4 separate regions of the Sus scrofa genome follow, and regions 1, 3 and 4 are each linked to region 2. A link is a contact called in public HiChIP or PLAC-seq data. All regions are on one chromosome and are shown on one strand. Each heading gives the region's core, a stretch centred on a gene start, on an enhancer-like site or on the middle of the called end of the contact. The rest is flanking DNA. Distances are from core to core; before and after follow the strand shown.

Evidence for each region. HiChIP or PLAC-seq counts read pairs in DNA pulled down with a chosen protein or histone mark.
Region 1: an H3K27ac HiChIP or PLAC-seq map of alveolar macrophages shows a contact between it and region 2. The contact joins two enhancer-like sites. A contact is called at or near these places in 2 of 47 Hi-C or Micro-C datasets (both in embryonic fibroblasts) and 1 of 2 datasets of contacts at active chromatin or transcription factors (alveolar macrophages).
Region 3: an H3K27ac HiChIP or PLAC-seq map of alveolar macrophages shows a contact between it and region 2. The contact joins two enhancer-like sites. A contact is called at or near these places in 2 of 47 Hi-C or Micro-C datasets (fibroblasts and skeletal muscle) and 1 of 2 datasets of contacts at active chromatin or transcription factors (alveolar macrophages).
Region 4: an H3K27ac HiChIP or PLAC-seq map of alveolar macrophages shows a contact between it and region 2. The contact joins two enhancer-like sites. A contact is called at or near these places in 2 of 47 Hi-C or Micro-C datasets (embryonic fibroblasts and epiblast stem cells) and 1 of 2 datasets of contacts at active chromatin or transcription factors (alveolar macrophages).

Annotation. Positions count from the first base shown.
Region 1 is chr13:199,046,112-199,048,811 of Sscrofa11.1, reverse strand. No RefSeq gene overlaps it. Among named protein-coding and RNA genes, the nearest start is that of RUNX1, 410 kb to the right of the region's middle. Within about 2 kb of position 1,446, at least 3 of the 83 cell types and tissues checked have an H3K27ac peak or open chromatin away from gene starts, as enhancers often do. A contact at or near this core is called in alveolar macrophages, where this site is marked.
Region 2 is chr13:199,388,496-199,391,195 of Sscrofa11.1, reverse strand. No RefSeq gene overlaps it. Among named protein-coding and RNA genes, the nearest start is that of SETD4, 200 kb to the left of the region's middle. Within about 2 kb of position 1,400, at least 5 of the 83 cell types and tissues checked have an H3K27ac peak or open chromatin away from gene starts, as enhancers often do. A contact at or near this core is called in alveolar macrophages, where this site is marked.
Region 3 is chr13:199,009,933-199,012,632 of Sscrofa11.1, reverse strand. No RefSeq gene overlaps it. Among named protein-coding and RNA genes, the nearest start is that of RUNX1, 380 kb to the right of the region's middle. Within about 2 kb of position 1,397, at least 7 of the 83 cell types and tissues checked have an H3K27ac peak or open chromatin away from gene starts, as enhancers often do. A contact at or near this core is called in alveolar macrophages, where this site is marked.
Region 4 is chr13:198,988,599-198,991,298 of Sscrofa11.1, reverse strand. No RefSeq gene overlaps it. Among named protein-coding and RNA genes, the nearest start is that of RUNX1, 350 kb to the right of the region's middle. Within about 2 kb of position 1,393, at least 3 of the 83 cell types and tissues checked have an H3K27ac peak or open chromatin away from gene starts, as enhancers often do. A contact at or near this core is called in alveolar macrophages, where this site is marked.

The sequences.
Region 1 (2,700 bases), core at 197-2,696, 340 kb after region 2:
CTACTACATTTCTAGACGTTTCTAATAGGAAATTGTTTCAGGAAAACCGTATAGAAATAAATCTCTCCTAATGTTGTATTTTATTTATCTCAATTATACTCTTCATTGTTATATCAGATTTTTACTAGAATATATATATATATATATATATATATATATATATAGTGTCAAACTTTCATTGTGCATCATTCTTTCCTGGTGTTATCAACACTTCAGGAGGAAAAAAATTAATTTGCATTGGATAACTAATTGAATTTTTAGATATGAATGTGGTTGTGATTTGTATAATGGTGAACATTTATATTTGGCTGGGTCCTTTTTGAAGCCCTGGTTGTAAGAAGAGTAAGAAAAATCTTTTACATTTTACTACAGATGAAGGAAATCTGCTGGAATTCTTTCATCAGAGTCATGGACTACAATATTGGAAAGTACAAATTACTGTGGTTAATTTCTTCTGCAGAAACTTAAAATTTCAGAGATTTTTTTTTCTGCAATTCTAGGAACTGACATTATAAAACAACACCTTTTAAAGAGATTTTGACTAAACAAAGATTATCCTGCATTCTGAGATCTTTTGAATTTCTAGAGACACTACAACTCTTATGGGAAAATAGTGCCATGAATTGAGGCGGGGGTGCTATCCTGACCCAGAGAAGCCAACTCAGGTCTATTGGTCCAGAGGCTAGTCGACTTAAGAAAAAGTCTGTTTTAACCACCTGGGCATCTTCAGAAGCTGTGAAATGCTGTAAAAACTGACTTCCCATCCTGATTTCTAGGAAATGCTTTTGTCTCATCAGAATAAGACTTCAGCCCATCTCTTTTCTACTTCCTCTTCCCCAGGTGCCTTCTGCCCCTAAAAATCTCTGCAAGATCCTAAAGCTGTACAACTGTGCTCACGACGTCTTTAAAGGACCTCTGTATCAGGTACAGGAAAATTGTTGAGAAGGTGGACCTTACATCTTATCACTGCACACAAACAATGATAATTTTGGGAGGCAGTGGAGGGGTTGACTGAGCTTACTGTGATCGTGGTTTTGCAATAGACATGTATACACCGATACTATCCCAACTAAAGCTGCGGGGAAATGTGTTAACTTATGCAGCATTTTTCTTTATGCCATCATATGGTCTCTGAGGCTCCTTAGATGTGATTTGCCCACAGGTGCAGCCCCAGTGGAAGGATTTTAGACTTTGAGATTTCCTTCTGTGTATTTAAAGGAACCCAACTGAAGGAGCAATGATGTGGGGGGATTTTTAGTTCGTCTTACTAAACCTCTGCCCCCAAATATTTATAATTTGAGATGCAGAGAACCCATGGCTTCTAGGTGGATAAATCTATGTGTTCATTTATTTTTCAGGACACTCAGCTTTCTGTGTGTCTGCTACATAGCTAGAGGAGAGAAAGAGGAAGTAAGGAATAAGAGAATTTCAAAGACTGGCTGTTGTAAGCACAGTTCTAGTCATTTAAGTTACCAGGGATAGTTTCTCCATTCTGTTCATTTGAATGACTGGAGACACCATAGGCAATAAAATGAAAATGTTTACATTAGGAAATTAGGCCAGTGGTATTTCCTCCTTTATACTATCCTTCTGTTTTAGGAGGATAGTGGTGACGGTGATGATGTATGTACATGCGTGTGTGTGCCAGGGAGAGAGACAGACAGAGAGACAGAGCCAAAGAATGAGAGAGAATGTGGGAAAGACAGAAGGTGGGGAACTCAGAGAGGAAGAGAGACAGAGAGAAGAATGAATCCTTGTTTCATTTCAAGGAAATAAAATACTTTCAAAGTTGTGGCAAAAAAAAAATTGTCAATTAATCAACAGTTTTCAAAAGTGTAGAGTTGACATGATCCCAGTTCAGACATACATAAGCTCATTTTCTAGGGAAAACAAGGAAGCTTAACGTCACTTAGCATGGGCAGTGGACAGAACTAGCCATTGGCAGTATCTTTCTCTCTCTCTCTCTCTTTTTTTTTTTTTTTTCCTCCTTTTTTGTTTATGCTCGAGGCATATGGAAGTTTCTGGGCCAGCGAGCAAATCTGAGCCAGAGCTGCGACCTTTGCCACAGCAATCCTGGGTCATGAAACTCAATGCCCTGCACCAGGGATTGAACCAGAGACTCCAAATGGACAAGCCTGATCATTACCCAACTGCACCACAGTGGGAACCCTTGGCTGTCTTTTATTTAGTGGGATGCAAACGACTATTATGATTGTCCATGGAGTCAATGGGAGGCATCCATACTCTGTGAACATTCTCTTCTTCCAATGAAGATGATGCAAATTTATTGAGCGATTCATACAGATCTGATACTAAGCACTTGATATCAGGTGACTCATTTTACCCTCATAGCATCCCCTAAGAGCTTCCTTCTCATTCTTCCCCAGTTCCTATACTGGAAGTTTTTATTTAAAGACGAGGGAACAGGGAGGTCCTGTTGTGGGTCAGCGGGTTAAGAACACAGCATAGTTTCCATGAGGACGTGGGTTCCATCCCTGGCCTCACTCAATGGGTGAGGGATCTGGCATTACCACAAGGTACAGTATAGGTCCCAGATGTGGCTTGGGTCTGCTGTGGCTGTGGCATAGGCCTGCAGCTGCCTATGCCTAGCCTAGGAAATTCCATATGCCTCAGGTGTGGCTGTGAAAAGGAAACAATATTTTCAAAGATGAGGAAACAGAAACCCGACAATAGTTGGCT
Region 2 (2,700 bases), core at 151-2,650:
CAGCTTTATGAGATATAATTGACATATAACACTCTAAGTTTAAGCTGTACAACACGATGATTTGATACACATATATGTTGCAAAATGATTACCACAATAGGACTAGTTGTGTGTTTGCAGTATTTGCTAATATTTTTTTTTTCTTCTTTGTGGCATTGCTGATCACTTAAACAAATGTTTTCCAAATACCAGTTCAAGGACTAGCAATAGCAGAATCACTTAAGGATCTTTCATAAAATATAGACGTATGAGCTCCTTCTCTGGGGCATTTATTTCAGTAATTTTGAGATGGGGGTTAGGGACTTACAGTCTTTAAAACTTTTCAACAGGTGGTTCTGATGCTTGTCTAGATTTTGGAGACAGTGACATAAACTACCCAGAGATGTTGCTGTCTATCCAAGTCCAGTCATGGTGTAAGGACCTCATGTTATCTGTACACTGGCCATTTCCAAGTCCCAGTTCCCTTTTAACATGGAGTACGCGCCATCCAAAGTGCTGACTTTGGGATGGTTTCCTCCAACCACTATCTTTTAAGGCCGCCCCCTCCAAGTGAGGCTGAACAGCAGCCACTGTTTGTTTGGCTTGTGCCTTTGGTATTCAGCTGACTCATGGATAAATCAAGCTTGGGCTTTCCCCTGCTCCATCAGCTGGTCATAACGGACCTCCCATGTGGCCATGGGTATGAGCTAAGGGGAGGCACTGATGCAGCAATGGTGAATACCATGGAGATCTGGGGTACCTGCTGGGATAACTTGTTTATGCCCTGATCTGGATGCACCACTTTCATCTTACAATAGATGGCTGTTGGGTATGTGGCTTCCTGGGTGTGACGGAACCCAGCTCATCATGGATGGTTGATTACCTCGTGTCCCCTGGTTGGGGACAGCAGCATGCGGGGTGCTCTTTATTCTAAAGCTATATTGTTATTAGATGTAGTGGACATGTTTGCTCCAGAACTCTTAAGTTTCGGAGTTGTGATTTTCCCAATTTGGATTGCCAAAAACTCCACACTGTGTTTCTTTTCCATCACTAGTACTACTAATGCCAGAGGGTCTGCTGGGCCATGAAGCTTAGGCCATAGGGCCATTTATGCTGTGGCAGGACTTTTGCAGAGATTTCCCTGTTTTGATGGCCATTCTATCCCTTGTTATATGGATACGAGCAATATTCCCAACTGTGAAACTAGTGTCCCTGAAACCTAAAGGCTATTGTGCTGCAGTTTTACTTTTTTTTTTTTTAAGAAGGGGTGAGATAATAATTTGTTATTTACTTTGGCTGAGATATCCTGAAATGCCTAGACCCTAGACCTTTAAAAAGTTTGCTGATGTGGCCTGTGATGGTTAGTTCCCATTTTATTTATGGCATGAGTCTGACTTGTGAAGGCTTTGAGTATCCTTGACACTTCTTGCTCATCAGGTCTGATTTACATGATGTCACCCCCAGCCTGATATCCTGCAAATGCCCAGCTTGTCCAGGGCTCCTCAGACTATATTATGACAGAGAGAAGAGAGTTAGCATAGCCCTGGGTCAACACTGCAAATGAATACCGTTGTCTGTTCTGAGCAAATGTGAACTGTTTCTGATCCTTCTTTTTGATAGGGATGAAAGGACAGAGTTCCCAGATCAAAGGCTGCACACCATGTACCTGAGCCTGTGTTTAAGAAAAAATAGACTATCTGGTAAGGAAGCTTCAGTGCCAGCTGTGGCTGCTGCTTGTTTAAGTCTGTAGGAGTCTGTCACCCTCCAGGACCGATGTGAGTTCTGCAGGGCCCAGACTGATTAATTCAATGGTGATATGATAACAGCCACACTCTGCATCCTGTAGGTACTTAAGGGTAGTTCTAAGCTTCAAAATCCAAACCTCCCCCTCTAACCCATCCAAGGATACGATATCGTTTTTGATTTACTCTCTTGGCTGGGGTAGGAGACAGTTTAGAAACTTCCCCCTTGAGCTTCCTCACTGTGATAGCTCTTATTTGTGTAAGCCTTGGCAACCATCAGTTTATCTGTTCCTAAACACTTGGGGACTGGGGGCATGATTCTTTCCCACCAGGAGCTCTGAGCTTTGTCCAAGCAGAGCTGCCAGGTTTGGTTGAGATCCCGTGGAACCCTGCTATTTTCATGAATAAGTCCTGTGCCTGATCCTTAGCTTTCTCTGCAATTTGAATACGAGGGCTGAGTCTCTTTAGGAGCTGGCAAGGAGGACTTCTGCCTTTCACACTTAGCATTTCATTGATGGTTAACATCCTCAGGCTTTTGCTGTCACCCTCCCAAACATCAAGAGACCTGGACAACAGCCATCCAATCTTACCTCTTCAGAATGGCTCTTTCCTGTTTGTATTTCTCAAACAGCCAGTGGAAATGCACGGGCCATGCATTTCCTGCCCCAGTTCTCTGCTGCTTTGAACCTCGAGCTGCGTGATAGAGATTCACTGCTAGCTGGGCAGTGGGTGGTCCAGTTCTGAAATTATATTAATTAGCCTTGCTTTCTGGAACCACTTCTGGCATCAGGGTGGGTTCCTGAAGCAGACGGTGAGGGGCACATCAGCATGGTGGACGTTGGTTAGGGGCACTCTGGTGATCCAACCAGGGAGGAAGCAGCAGGGGCCAGAGGAGAAATTGAACAATGTGGCTCTTATCCCATGGAAGCTGGCATCGTTTTCAGAATCCTGCTGAGTTGGAGCAGGAGGTCAGGCTGCC
Region 3 (2,700 bases), core at 148-2,647, 380 kb after region 2:
AGGGGTCGAATCAGAGCTATAGCTGCTGGACTACACCACAGTCACAACAATGACAGATCCAAGCCACATCTGTGACCTACACCACAGCTCATGGCAATGCCAGATCCTTAATCCACCGATCAAGGCCAGGGATTGAACCTCCGTCCTCATGGATCTGATCATAGATTCGTTTCCACTGAGCCATTATGGGAACTCCCTGATATATAATTTTTTATTACAAGTATGTCCAAATGTTGCAGGGGACCTACTAGAAAAATTATTCAATATTGATCTAAAATGTAATTTTAACTGAGTGTCCTGTATTTTTATTTGCTCCGTCTGGCTACCCTCTTTTGGAAAAAATCAAGTGGAATATTAGTCACTTAGTCTTTCAGAGACTACATGCCCCCATCCCTTCCAGGAAGCTTCTTTGTGGTCTGATCACTCTGCAAGCATTTCTTTCAGCCTACTCCGCATCTTTGCTGGGATGGCACACGTGTCCGTCACACTGCTTCTCAAACTGTGAAGTGCTTGCAGATCCCTGGGGCACCATGTTAGAACCCAGATTCTGACTGGGAAGGTCTGGGGTGGAGCCTGAGAATCTCCATGGTAACAACTCCCAGGTAATGCCTGGGCTGCTGTTACAAGGAAACCCCTAGCCTCCTGTCCTCATTTTTAACTAGACATAAACAAAACCATCATTAAAATGTTTTATGTACACTTAACTTCTTTCAGATTCTTTGTTCTGTTTTTTTGGGTTTTTTAAAAGCCAGAAAATGTTCAATGTTACATCTTTTGTTAACGGAAGAAAACTGTCTTAGACTGTGAGAAAGTTCTGGAAAAGCACATGTTCCAGGAACGGGTCATTAGATTGTTCATCCGTTCATATTTCTGGATGGATCAGAAGTCTCATTAGAAAAATCACATGGTTGTACTTGGTTAACAGGCCATCCCAGGCACCAAGTTCCAAAGTGTGTCGGTTACCAAGCGTGAAAAGCCTGCTGGAAGTAATGTTTTTCTATTACACTGAACTCTGTTAGGGGGAAGCATGTTGAAATGATTTCAACATCTGCATATAAAGGCTCAAAAATCCTTTTAAAATGAAAATCCCAGATTAACAGCTGAAGTTATTTGTTGCCAGGTATTTTGAGCCTTCCAATGGCAAAACCCAAATTAAGGAGGGGGCGATCCTTGTCAGTCAGGAGGGCACTTAGGATTCTTACCAGGGCTCATGCCTAATTCCCATCACCTGGCCACCATGGAGTGGGCTTTGTGCCTTCTGTGGATGCAAATAGTGTCGGATTAAATGGTCCCCGTGTTGGAAGCATCTTGTCTGTTCCTGACCCCCTGCAACCACCATGCTGAGAGTCAGGCAGCGCAGGACGTGTTGACAGGCTGTGAGTCTGCTTCTTCTCCGGGTGTCTGATGTGGCTTCTGTGTCAGACACGGGGCAGACAGAGAGGGGGAGGAAGCTGGCTGGGAGGGGCAGGGGGACGGGAAAGACTGCTAGACAACTTTTTCTGGCAGCAGCTTGGCTGTTTAAACTTTTGCCATCAGAGGGAATTTTAAGAAATGGACTCAACTAAAGAATGAGTTGAAAATGTGCTTCCTTTGAGAAAGTTGAATGCCACCTCCTTAGAGAATCTTTAGGCTGGATGTGGAGATGGTTTGATTCTGCCTTTTGGGAATCCCGAAGACCCATCTAAGGAGGAAGGTGTCTCAGTCTTCTGAAGGCACAGAAACCCACGCAGTAATCAAAAAATGTGCAGAAGGGACAGTTAAAAGATTGTCTCCAAAGTTAGATACTAGTGTTATATCAATGATCATTTCCTGATTTTGCTGATTGCACTGAACTTATGTAAGAGAATGTCCTTCTTAGGAAATGGGCACTGAACTATTTGGTAAAGAGGCATCTTGTCTGCAATTTACTCTCATATGATCCTTAAGATAGAAAATGACAAAACAAAACTGATAAAATGGTGAGAGTTGGGAAATGTAATGAAGGTATAAAGGAGTCGCTTTGCGCAATTTTTGTAATTTTTTATGTAAGTTTGAAATGATTTCAAAATGAAGGGTTTTGCTAAAAAGAAAGGATCTCCTTAGAATAATGCTGCCTAACCCAGTCTCTGGCACTGTGTCCTGCCTGCCTCAAATATCCAGAGTGGCTACTTATCTTCACAGCAAATGCTGAGCCTGGCTGTCCCTTGGGGACACCCCCAAGGCTTTGTGTCATTGTTCCCCCACTGGCTAGCAAGGTCTGGGGCCAGGAGATCTCTTTCTGGAGTCTTAGAACTGAACACAAAACTGCTTTAGTCAGTGAACATTGATTTTTCTGATGAGGCTCTACCTACCTTTTAGTTGAGATTAGCTTATGGAAAGTGGAAATCTCTAGGCAACATATGGCTCAGAGTGTTACCTAAATGTGTGTGTGTGTGTGTGTGTGTGTGTGTGTGTGTGTGTGTGTGTGTGTGTGTGTGTGTGTACTCCAGGCTAGCGCCCTTCATTTCAGGGCAGGGTTCACGCGTGCATCTCTACGTGGAGGCTCACTGCTAGACTGTATACAATTCCTGCATGGAGAACACAGCATCCTTAAAGCACTTTGTTTCTCCAGAATGAGCTCTGAACCACCAAGAGGATAGGTGACACGTTGGTAAGCAACTTAAAATGGCAAAAAAGGAATTAATTCCCAGTTTTTACCAGTTTGATGTCTTTCCATAATCC
Region 4 (2,700 bases), core at 144-2,643, 400 kb after region 2:
GGGGCACTGCCGTGGCCTTAGAGGAAGCCCTGCCATTTTCCAGAGGGAGAGAACCAGACTTTGCTGAAGCGATACCTTTTCCAAGTCCAGGTAAAGCCTTGCTTCCAGGTGTGATCAAATCTATTTCACGCAGAAGGCCAATAGGTGGCAGAACAGTCTTTCCTACACACCACAGGGAAAATGCATAGAGAAATCACCATCACTCAGTTTTGATCATTGGTCTCAAACAATTCAACAACTAGGAACTTTAGAATTTTTATATATTTTACACATTTATGTATATTAATGCTGAATCTTGGGTAAAATGTTTTGAGTTAAGATTTCAAGCCCTAGAAAAATTAGCCAAAATATTTATAGACCCTCTTTACTTAAACCTTATCTTCTTGTGGCTAGAATTTTTTTTTTTCTCACTTTATGGAGTATTTCCTTTTTTTTTTTTTAAGTATGTAGAAACAAAGGTGAAAACAATTCTAATTTTAGGCCATTTAAAATGATTATTCTCTGCTAATTAGAAGGTAGGATATACAAGGAGGGTTCCTCTCTGTGATTTCAAAAAGTCAAGCACCTAATAAAATATTCACAGATGCACTAGAATCTTGGAATTGGGGAGATGACAGAGAGACCCGATTTTTACAAAATTAAAATTTTTTTTCTTGAAAAGGAAGTTAAGATACTGGCTTAGAATCCTCTCTAATGTTGTTCTAACTATGTGTTTTTGCTAATTTTTGTTTGTTTGTTTTTGCTTTGCTTTCCTGCATTATTAGAATGTCAGGATTTATAGCTAATTTAGGGATACCCAAATGGGAAGATTTTAGAAACAGTCACAGATGTCCTGGTGGCTGTTGCAAATCAGGGATTACCATATCTCTAATATAAAATGGTCTCTGGGGATTTCTCTGCCTTGGTCACACTTATGCGGTTTCTTTGAATCTCATCTTTGCTTCTATTTCCCTGTGATCAGGACCTGGATGAGGATGGGTGAATGAGGCATGGCCTCAACCACATCACTGAAGGGGACACAAAAACCTTAATCATCATGAACAATCACTTTAATACAATATTTTTAAAATTCAAAATACAGAAAAATCCCAATGAACAAGATATCAAAAATCTAAATAACAATAAGATCAGTAACAGTGTTATGCTGAGCCCTGCTCGAACCTGAGGCAAAAGGAAAAATCAGGGACCCTGAGCATGTTTTTATTTAAAGTTTTGGTATTTCGTTCATCTTGAGTTTTGGCATTGATTTTGACCTTTTAAAATTTGAAATATTACTTATCATGTCCCTACCTTTTTTTGGTTCTTCCCTAAATGTTATGCTTCAGGCTAATGCCTCGCTCTCCTCACCCTGCTCTGAGGTCACTTGTCCTGGGGGTTTGCTTATGCTTACGCCCTGTAAAATGTCTAAAGTCCCTTCTCAAGGAGAGGTTCTTGGCCCCTCTAGGGCTGTTTGTCATCCAAGGGAAAAACAGGCCTGAAACCCAGAGAGAGAATAAGGATGTTGGCAACTTGCTGATGTTCCCCAGAGTGACCTCACTTTTGAAAAAAAAAAAAAAGTATCATATTCTTAAACCATTTCTTTTGGTTCTTCTTTTTTTCTCTTCCTGGCTTTGCTTGTGGCCCATGCACACCCTTTATGCTCTGGATAGCCAAAGGTCCAGATGTTTCTGAACTTCCTCAGATATTTCTGAAAGCAACTCTGTTTCAGAAGTTGTCAGAGCCCAGGTGGCTACTTCTTTACTCAGATCTCTAATTCAAGAAATTGCCATGAACAGGGGCTTTTAATTTGAACCCATCTGAGTATCTCAGTAAAAGTCAAACTGAATCCAAACCTCCTTACGAGTCCCTCGGAATTATAGCTGAGTGGGACTGGAGACAGTCTGGATTGCTAGTAGCACCTTTTGCCACAAGGAACAACCTTGCTTCTGGAGTTTCATCCTATTTTCTGCTCTCAATACCTGTAGAGACAGTTTTCTCACAGTACATAAACCTCTAATCAAGTGACTCTCTTCCTTACCAATTCCTTTAAAGTTATTATCCAGTCCATTCTCAGATGGCTATGAACCAGCTCAACACTTCTATGGAATTTGCTTTGAAGTTTTCCACAGGAAACATTTTTTTCTATGAATGGAGATGAGCATCTTTTACAGGGCTAGGTGAAACTTGTTCTGTTCTACTCACTTTTCCTCTTTCTCCACCTATCACAAAGTACTTGCCTTCGAGTCTGACTTATAAAAAACAAACTTACAGTTAGAAGAGGGGAGAGAGACAGAGAGATAAATTCATAGTTTGGGAATAAATAGACACATTACTATATATAAAATAGATAACCAACAAGGACCTACCATGTAGCACAGGAAACTCTACTCAATATTCTATAACAGTCTATAAGGTAAAATAATCTTAAAAATATCACATATATATATATGTATATTATGAATCAATTTGCTGTACACCTGAAACTAACACAATATTGTAAATCTACTATATATATATATAGTTTCTTTATATATAATAAAGGAAGAACAAGGAAGGAAAAAGTCATGACAGCAGATTGGAAGAGTACAAGTTCAAGGCCCAGTGTCCTTAGAAAGGCAGAATAAGGAGACAAAATTAACATCAGTTAGAAAAAGCACAAGTCCTTTTAGGAATATTCTGTGAATGGATAATTTAAGTCTCACTTGGGTCAGTGGCATCAAC